2 separate regions of the Sus scrofa genome follow, and region 1 is linked to region 2. A link is a contact called in public promoter capture Hi-C data. All regions are on one chromosome and are shown on one strand. Each heading gives the region's core, a stretch centred on a gene start, on an enhancer-like site or on the middle of the called end of the contact. The rest is flanking DNA. Distances are from core to core; before and after follow the strand shown. Region 1 overlaps LOC102162488 (a long non-coding RNA gene). Region 2 holds the start of NPR3 (atrial natriuretic peptide receptor 3).

Region 1 (4,087 bases), core at 1,063-3,562, 150 kb before region 2:
ACTGTTGACTTGCTGATACCCATTGTTGTTCTGGTGATTGGTTATGTCTATTATGGATTGAATTGTGTCCTCCAAAAATTCATATATTGAAGCCCTGCTACCTCAAAATGTGACTGTACTTGCAGATAAGCCTTTAAAAGGGCGATGAAGTCTAAATAAGGATATTAGGGTGGTCCCTAATCCAATTTATCCTTATAAGAAGAGGGAATTTGAGCATTTGAAGGTACCAGGGATGCAAACACACACAGAGGAAAGGTCACTTGAGGACACCACAGGAAGACAGCCATCTGCAAGCCAAGGAGAGAGGCCTCTGAAGAAACCAAACCTGCCAACACCTTGATCTTAGATTCCCAGCCTCTAAAACTGTGAGATTTATTCCTGTTGTTTAAGCCATCCTGTCTGTGGTATTATGTTATAGCAGCCCTAGCAAAGTAATACGATGTCAAAGCCCTCTATTAGTTACTAAAGAAGTATAAGAAATTGCTTTTGAAAGCAGGGTAGATTTTATATTTGGAAAATGGCTTCAAGTTATTTAAATCTCTTTTTTTTTCCCTTGCCTGATTCTTTCCAATTTCCAGGAAATAACTTGCTTCTACTTTTCTGAAACTTAAAACCCAATGAAATATCAGAATTGAAAAGTAATTTTTAATCATTTTACTCCAAATCCTTATTTTATAGAATGGAAAATGAGTCTCAAATCACACATCTCACCATTTCTAGGCAAGAGAGCACTGAAAGATAACCAAGTACCTTTTAAAAAAAAAATTTTATTGGAGTATAATTGACTTACAATATTGCGTTAGTTTCAGGTATACAGCAAAGTGAATCAGTTTTACTTATATATGTGTCCATTCTTTGATTTTTTTTTTAAATCTTTTTAGGGCCACACCTGCAGCATATGGAAGTTTCCAGGCTGGGAGTCGAATCAGAGCTGTAACTGCTGGCCTACACCACAGCCACAGCAATGTGGGATCCAAGCCAAGTCTGTGACCTACACCGCAGATCCTTAACCCACTGAGCGTGGCCAGGGATCAAACCCACAGCCTCATGGATGCTATTCAGGTTCATTAACACTGAGCCACGATGGGAACTCCCCATGTGTCCATTCTTTTTCAGCTTCTTTATATAGGTTATTACAGAGAACTGAGTAGATTTGTCATAGGGGTATTGTGAAGAAAAACATGGGCAGTGCCAGTAGAGCACTTAGCACAGTGCCTGGTGGGTAACAGGTGATCAGTATAAAGTAGCTTGTTATCATTAAGAAAAGGCAAGTACTTTGGTCTGATCTGGGTCACATTGCTAATTGTTGATAAATACGGATTTCCAAGGCTTTGAGAACTGAAATTCTCGGATTTCCCCCAAGCTCAAGCCAGTAAATTTTTCCAGTAGTGATAAACCTGATATGATTTAGAATAAACTTGTTAAAAGCCTGATGAGCTCTTCAACTGGAATTCTTCAGTTTCAAAGAACTTGGGAAACTGAAGAATGCAGACCTGCTCACAAACCTTTCTCTTGGTCCTGGGACTCAAAGCCACATTAAATGTTGAGCTTACTAGTTAACAGCCCAGCCCCTAGGGCCCCTTCCCACTAGAAGAAAAGCAGATGCGAAAAGGCAGTCCAGTGAAGACTGGCTGACCCACAGCTCATTTCATGGTGCCATCACCAGGGTAACATGAATAGCCGGAAGTTGATGTGAACCAGTCCTCCCAGTCCACCATTCCCCCAGGCTGATCCACAACTAAACCTTAAAAAAATAGGCCCTGAGTTTCCCTTTGACCCTTGTTCTTGGCTATCTACTTGGATTCTCTCCAGCTGTGTTGAATCATTCCTCTCTACCTTTTATCTTTGCTTTCCCAGCATTTCCTTTGCTAAGGAACACAAGCAGATGCCCAGACTCAAAACATTTCCCAATTTACAGTCTGGATTTCAGTGGAATACGCTTTCATGTTGAGCTTTGAAGGCTATAGTAAAGATTGCATTAGGGACAGTTACATGCCAGCTATTAACCATTGCCTCTGGCCTGACCTGAATTCACAGAGGGCATGGTCGCCCGACAACTCAATCAATGAGCCCCTTTGGCTGTAGGGTGGCAAGGGCCAAGAGCTCCATCAAAGAAGCCTATGTGCTTTCAGCAACTCAGAAGATTCCAGTTGTTTTCAGCAGGCCCGAGAGGTTAAAATAAACAAATATGAAAATGCCAGATTGCCCTCTCATTTCTTCTCATACCTGATGCCAGCCAGGGCCAGGGCCGGAAAGGCTGCCCCCAAAGAGACCGCGGTGGTGCCCGTGAGCCCAGCCACACCGCCAGACCTGTCACTGCACTAAGTGCCTGCCTTTCACTCCCACTCTCCATTGCTACAAATACACGAAGTACCCATTACTGTGTAATTACCAAATGAGTAAAAGGCCCTCCAACCCTTTCTCCTGGCACAGATCTCACCCAGTGAAGGCTGCTGTTGGCAGCCTTTGGCTCCATGAACACTTTCAGCAGTGTGTGAACACAAAGCCTTGTGCCAAAAGCCCAGCAATTGTTTGTGTTTGCAACTGTCATTGGTTAGGATTCTCTCAACCTGTAGCAGGGCTGCCCAGTCCACGAGTGAGATCTCCGGGATGATGCTTGCAGGGCAAACACTCGTCCTCCTGTATGTCCTCAGCCTTTATGTCTTTGCACTTCTTTTTTCAAAGCTCAAAAACATGTTTGGCTGCAGGACAGCTCACAGAAAAGAGGCTGCTCACTGAGCGATTGTTCAAACCAAGGATCTTACTTAGAGGGCAGCTTCTGCCTCATAGTTAGGTCTCTCTTTCAGATGTATAGATCTTCTGAATTGGAATGGAACTGAAAGAATTTTTAATGTTTACTGGTTCAAATTTTAAATGTCATCATTCAGTCTTTAGACTCTGAATTCAAGAGTACTGGTCTCCTTTTTGCCTATGATGAGAAAAAAAGTTGTATAAAATGTGTACAAATGTCTGCCCACCTCGTGCATCAGTGGATGCACTGGACATGTGTCTGCACTGGATTTGCTGTGTGAATGCATCCCAAAAGGGCAGGGGGGGTGGTTAAAGCAGGATATCCCTGGACTGCGGGTAAGCGTTACAGTTCAGTCTCTGCTAATAATCCTCTCAAAAGTCACCAGTGATTTCCTCATTGCCCAATTCAATGGCCACTTCTCCATCCTTAGACTCCTTGATGTCTTGGTAGCATCTGATACCGTTGACCACCTGCCCCATCTTCCTTGAAACTCCTTTTGGCAAAAACAAATGAAAATCTGTGTCATCATGGTTCTTTCTGGTGGCTCTGATTCGTCTTTCCCTGGTCCACATCCTCCTTTCCTCACTAAACAACAGAACTCCCTGCTTGGGACTGTCCTGCCCTCACCTGTCTTCTCTGCTTTCTCTAGTCTCTCTTGGGGAAATCTGTTCCCTTCCAAGACGGCAAATGTTGCCACTCTGTGAATGGTTCCCAAGAGGGAAGAGGCCCTGCCTCTGCTCTCAAATCATCTTTCTCAGCTTAACCGGGGTGTAATTCTGGTACCTCAAACTCAACTTGTGCATGATAGAATTCAACATGACCACCTAACTTACCCACAAGCCCAGCTTCCAGACCAGCTCTTGCTCTTACATGCCCTGCTTATATTTGGGTTACCAGCATCTGTCTAACCACTTGAGCTTAAAACTCCAGAATTACCTTTGGCTCTCTCCCATTGCTCCTTCATATGGAACAGTTAGTGAATCTACCCATCTGCTCCCCCAAAAGCCTTGTGTGATTTTTCCTTCATTCCCTCTGCCACTACACTGGTCAAGATTTTATTATCCTCACCAAGAGTATTGCTAGGCTCTCTAAGAATTTCATGGCTCTCTTCTCTCTATGTTCCATTCCAGAGCATGCATTACACTCAGATTAATCATCCCATAACACAGTTTTTATTATATTACTCCTCACCCCCAAAGTCAATGGCTCCAATGCTGATACAATAAAATCCTAACTCCTTAGCCTAAAATTAAGATCACTCCAGGATCTGGCCACTAGCCATTCTGTATTCAGCCAAATGGAATTTTCCAGTATTCACTAGAAACATTTAACATT
Region 2 (4,098 bases), core at 1,476-3,975:
CTGCACAGGCCAGATTCCCCGAGCGCTGTGCACTCCAAACCTGATATTAGTAAGGAGGGGACTGTGCTATGTTGGAATACGACCGCATTCTCGCTGATCTACTCCGCAGTAAAATGAGCCGCACTGGCGCTTCCCTGATTATGTATCCGTGACCACTGCTTTTCCTCCCATTCCCTTTACCCATGGCCACTCTCCTCAGCCTTGAACTCTGGCCAGTTTGGTGTTTATTCAAACCCCCACATACCTGCGGAGAAAACTTGGGGAGTCACGTGGAAAAGAGGTTCAGCCCCACTTCTCCAGCGCGCGCGCTCTCCAAGCCTAGCTGCCTCCCGGAGGAAAGTGAGGGTCGCCTGAGTCCAGACACTGCGAGGTATTTTTGGTGGAAACCACAGAAGCCCGTTCATAAAAGGCTAGCGCGGGGATGGGGGGGCATGGAAGGAATGAGAAAGGAGATGCAATGACTCTTTAAAAGAAAGCTGGGGATCTGTGGAAGCAGCAGCCAGGGAAACCCGGAGATAGGAGCTGACCGTTTGGCCGCGCGCCGGTTGTAGAGCATCGGCTTACACTTCCTCACTAGGAGGGGACGCACCTCGGAAAAGGAGCGGGTAACAAGTTTTTCTGCTTCGTCACGCTTTCAGACCCTGGTTGGAGCAAGGCACCTGTAGTGAGCCGGCCCCTAAACCGCAAGCCCGGCGCAAAAGAAACAACCAGAGAGGTTTGACAGCACCTGTCGTACCAAGACACTAGTGAGCTGCAGGCTCACACACCCCCTCCCCCAGGCTCCTTGATGTCCCCAGGACCCTCTACGTACACCCCACCACAGCCTTGAGCGATAGTCAAAGGTCGCTGCAGCCAGACAGCTCACACTAGGGAGAGTCTCCGTGCACGCGCCCTCTCCAGGTGTTCAGTGCCGTAGAGGGTAGTGGGGTCCCAGAGGCGCGGAGGGGCATGTAGGGAGAGCCGAGCAGAGTGGTTGAGTTAGGGCTGGGGGGCCCCGGGGCGCACTTCTGCTCACCTCGCTCATTGGCCTGGATGTAACGCACGATGTCGTCCAGATCCAAGCCTTTGGTCTCATCGAAATTGTAGACGGACGTGTGCAAGCCCTCCTCCTGGAAGACCTCATGGACCCCCTCGAGGGTGAAGAAGCAGTTCCGCTCCAGCTTGTCGTCGCTGTAAACCAGCACGGCGCGGCTCCACTGGTGGTGACGGAACAGGGCAAGCATCATCTCTCCCATCTTTGCGTACGCTGGCGCCACGCGCGTGAGGTGCGAGTACTCGGTGTCCTTATGCTGGAAGCCGGCTGCGAGTGCCCCGGCTGACAGCATGGGCAGATCCCAGTGGGACGCAAGCCGGGCTACCGGTGCAGCCGCATACTCGCACACCGGCCCCAGGATGAGGTCGGGCTTGGCGCCCCGCGCCGCCGCCACGCGGTCCACCAGGCTGAAGAGTGCGCGGTTGCCGCAGTCCGAGTCTTCGTAGGCCACCTGGAAGCGAGTGCCTGGTGGCAGAAGCCGCCGCCCGGTCCCGTTTCCCTCCACGCTGCGCAGTGCATATTCGATGGCCGGCCGCACCCGGGCCAGGGAAAACAGGTACGAGTCGTCCTGGGGCAACAGCACCAGCACCTCGATCTTCTGCGGCGGCAGCGCCTCTCTCTCCCGGCGCCCGCCGCCCGGGCCCCCGCCAACACCGCCACCCGTGCAGCCGACCAGCAACGCCCAGTCGAGCAGTACGCACGCGGAGAAAGTGAGCACCAGCAGGGAAGGCATCGTGCCGCAGGAAAGCGCCTGCCCTCGCTGCGGACTCGCTCTCTGCCCCCCACCCACCCTTCCTCTTTCCTCCCCACTCTACTCTCCGAGGTCCCTGCGCCCCCTTGGGCGCTCTAAGAAAATAGAATACCCCCTTCACTAACTCGCCAAAAGATAGAGAGGAAGAGTCCTCCTTTGCAATGCCACTCGTTTAAAAAAAAGAAAAAAGAAGAAAGGAAAAGAAAAAGTTCACCGGGTGTAAACCTATACAGCTATATTATAAATATACTTTTTATAAATATATATATATATATTCGCCCTCCCTTTATATATACTATTTTGCTTAGAGGTGGCTTCTTATTTGGGCGTTGCTAAGGTTTCTTTTGAAAGCGTATTTGTAAAAGAAGAAAAAGTTAGACTTGTCCAGGTGCTTGTAATTGACGGTGCATCTCCCTCGCGTTTGATCTCATTGATTCGCGCCGGTTCCTGGATCCATAACCCGAGTTTAAATAGCGTGGCAGCGGCGGAGCGTGTTACCACACAAGGCGCGCCGAGGCTGGGCTTGTATTTCCAACCGGTGGGGAGGGTGGGAGTGGGGAGTGGTGGGGGCTGGGCTGGGGAGCCTCTCATTAACATTCTTACATCAGGGCTCCTCCCCGCACCCCTACTCTTCCCACCCCTCCCCTGTCCCTAACTCCCACTCCCCGTCAGACCTCGGCCTTTTCCTTAAAGCCGCAGTCGCCCACGTCTGCACCAGCAGGAGCCCCCACCGCTCCACACTGCCACCAGGGTCCCCGCCACTCCCTTGCCCCGCGTGCGGCAGCCCTCTCTTCAGCTCCGGCCTTTAAAAATGGAAATGTGTTTGAAAGTAAAGAAACGCGCGCAGGCACACACATAACGTGCAAAAAAAAAAAATAAAAAAGAGGAATGGGGTGGTCCTAGAAATTAGTGGTTTCGTTGCAAAAAAAAAAAAAAAAAGCTCTCACCTCTCTCTCACTCCAGCCACACTCCCTCCCGAAGCGACTCGGGGCGGGCAGTCGACCTTCCCAGCCCCCCTGGCTCAAGGTCAGGGAACAAGGACCAAGGCACCGATGCAGACGTCTAGGTCGCGGACCTGGAACGCCTTGCTAGCCCCGGCGTCCTCCCCCGCCCCCCGCCGGCCTCCTCCCCCTGGGCAGCCCGGGTTCGCGCCGGAGCCGAAGTGCTGCGGCGCATCCAGCGTTCCCCACGCACCCAGTGTTCCCCGCGCACCGAACACCTCCGCTGGCGCGCTTCGAGCAGAAAAGCGAAACTTGTTGCTCCCAAAGGCGAGAGAACACTTTTTCGCCTGGAGGTGGCAGAAGGCTTGAAAAGCATCTCCAAGGCATCCTTGGGCTTTGTTTGCTAAACCAGGTAACTACATAAAGAGACCTTCTTCCGAAAGCTTTTTCCCGAAGGCCCCTGGGTGGAGTCGCGTCCTCCGCTCCAGTCCTTGCGCTGGGAAATCCCACCGCTTTTCTTCCGCGGCTCGCGAGAACCTGTGCTCTAGGTTCTCCAAGGCCGAGAAAGGTCCTGCGTCCGAGACCCAGTCACGCCACTGGTCCCAGCCACAGCAGTGTTGGAGACGAGGATGGAAACGGCCTTGAAGAAGTCAGTGACCAGAAGAGCCTCGCCGGAGTGCGCTGCGCTGCAGGGCAGGACCTAGAGGAACTTGACCCTCTGAACCTGGTTAACATTTCACCGAGGTCATTTGCAATGTGAACCTGCTACTTTGGAAGGGTGAATTCCACCACTTAGGTCCCGCGAATTAAAATAAATTGAAAGTATTTTAAAATGGTCTTTCATTTGACTGGGCGTTCTTGTCCATAAACTTCTCTTAGTCTTAGACCAACGCCCTCTTTCGGCAGAAACTTGCAGCCGCCGTCTACCCCGGTTGCCACCTCCCCAGGCGCTGAGTTTGTTTTGGGTTTTGTTTTGTTTTGCTTTATTTAACGCCGGGATCTCAAAGAGCCATCGCTCTCATTTGTGACGGTGAAACGGTAAATTGGGGTTTCCGGAGATGTAGCAACTTCAGGCATCAGTGCTCGCCACTCTTAACATCACCCTCCTTATCGCTCTTTCTGACACTGTAAATGTAGCTGAGTAACGTTTCATCCTCGGGGCATTTAGATTTCAGATAATGCTCTGTGGTCCCTGAATCTTCAAGTAGGACCTTATAATTCCAGCGAAAACCTTCATTCATGTTACTAGACCTGCTAGCCAGTAGCACACGAGGCATCTGTATACAATTTTATTTCCCCCCCAAAACGGGTACCCCCCACACACTGGAAATTGAGATTTAGAGCTTCACAGCGACTAAATCCCCCCTGAATTC

What was found. Promoter capture Hi-C pulls out the DNA fragments that hold promoters and counts their contacts.
Region 1: a contact with region 2 is called in a promoter capture Hi-C map of liver, with 13 times the contacts expected there. The contact joins the enhancer-like site here to the promoter of NPR3 in region 2. A contact is called at or near these places in 3 of 5 promoter capture datasets (fetal skeletal muscle and liver), 6 of 47 Hi-C or Micro-C datasets (fetal skeletal muscle, liver, omental adipose tissue and 2 more) and 1 of 2 datasets of contacts at active chromatin or transcription factors (alveolar macrophages).

Annotation. Positions count from the first base shown.
Region 1 is chr16:18,990,651-18,994,737 of Sscrofa11.1, reverse strand. The region is part of intron 2 of LOC102162488 (a long non-coding RNA gene); the gene reads left to right. Among named protein-coding and RNA genes, the nearest start is that of NPR3, 150 kb to the right of the region's middle. Within about 2 kb of position 2,312, at least 5 of the 83 cell types and tissues checked have an H3K27ac peak or open chromatin away from gene starts, as enhancers often do. A contact at or near this core is called in liver and omental adipose tissue, where this site is marked.
Region 2 is chr16:18,840,167-18,844,264 of Sscrofa11.1, reverse strand. It overlaps NPR3 (atrial natriuretic peptide receptor 3), which reads right to left and starts at 2,725. Exons shown (of 8, transcript XM_021077060.1): 1 at 1,016-2,725. The coding sequence starts at 1,766.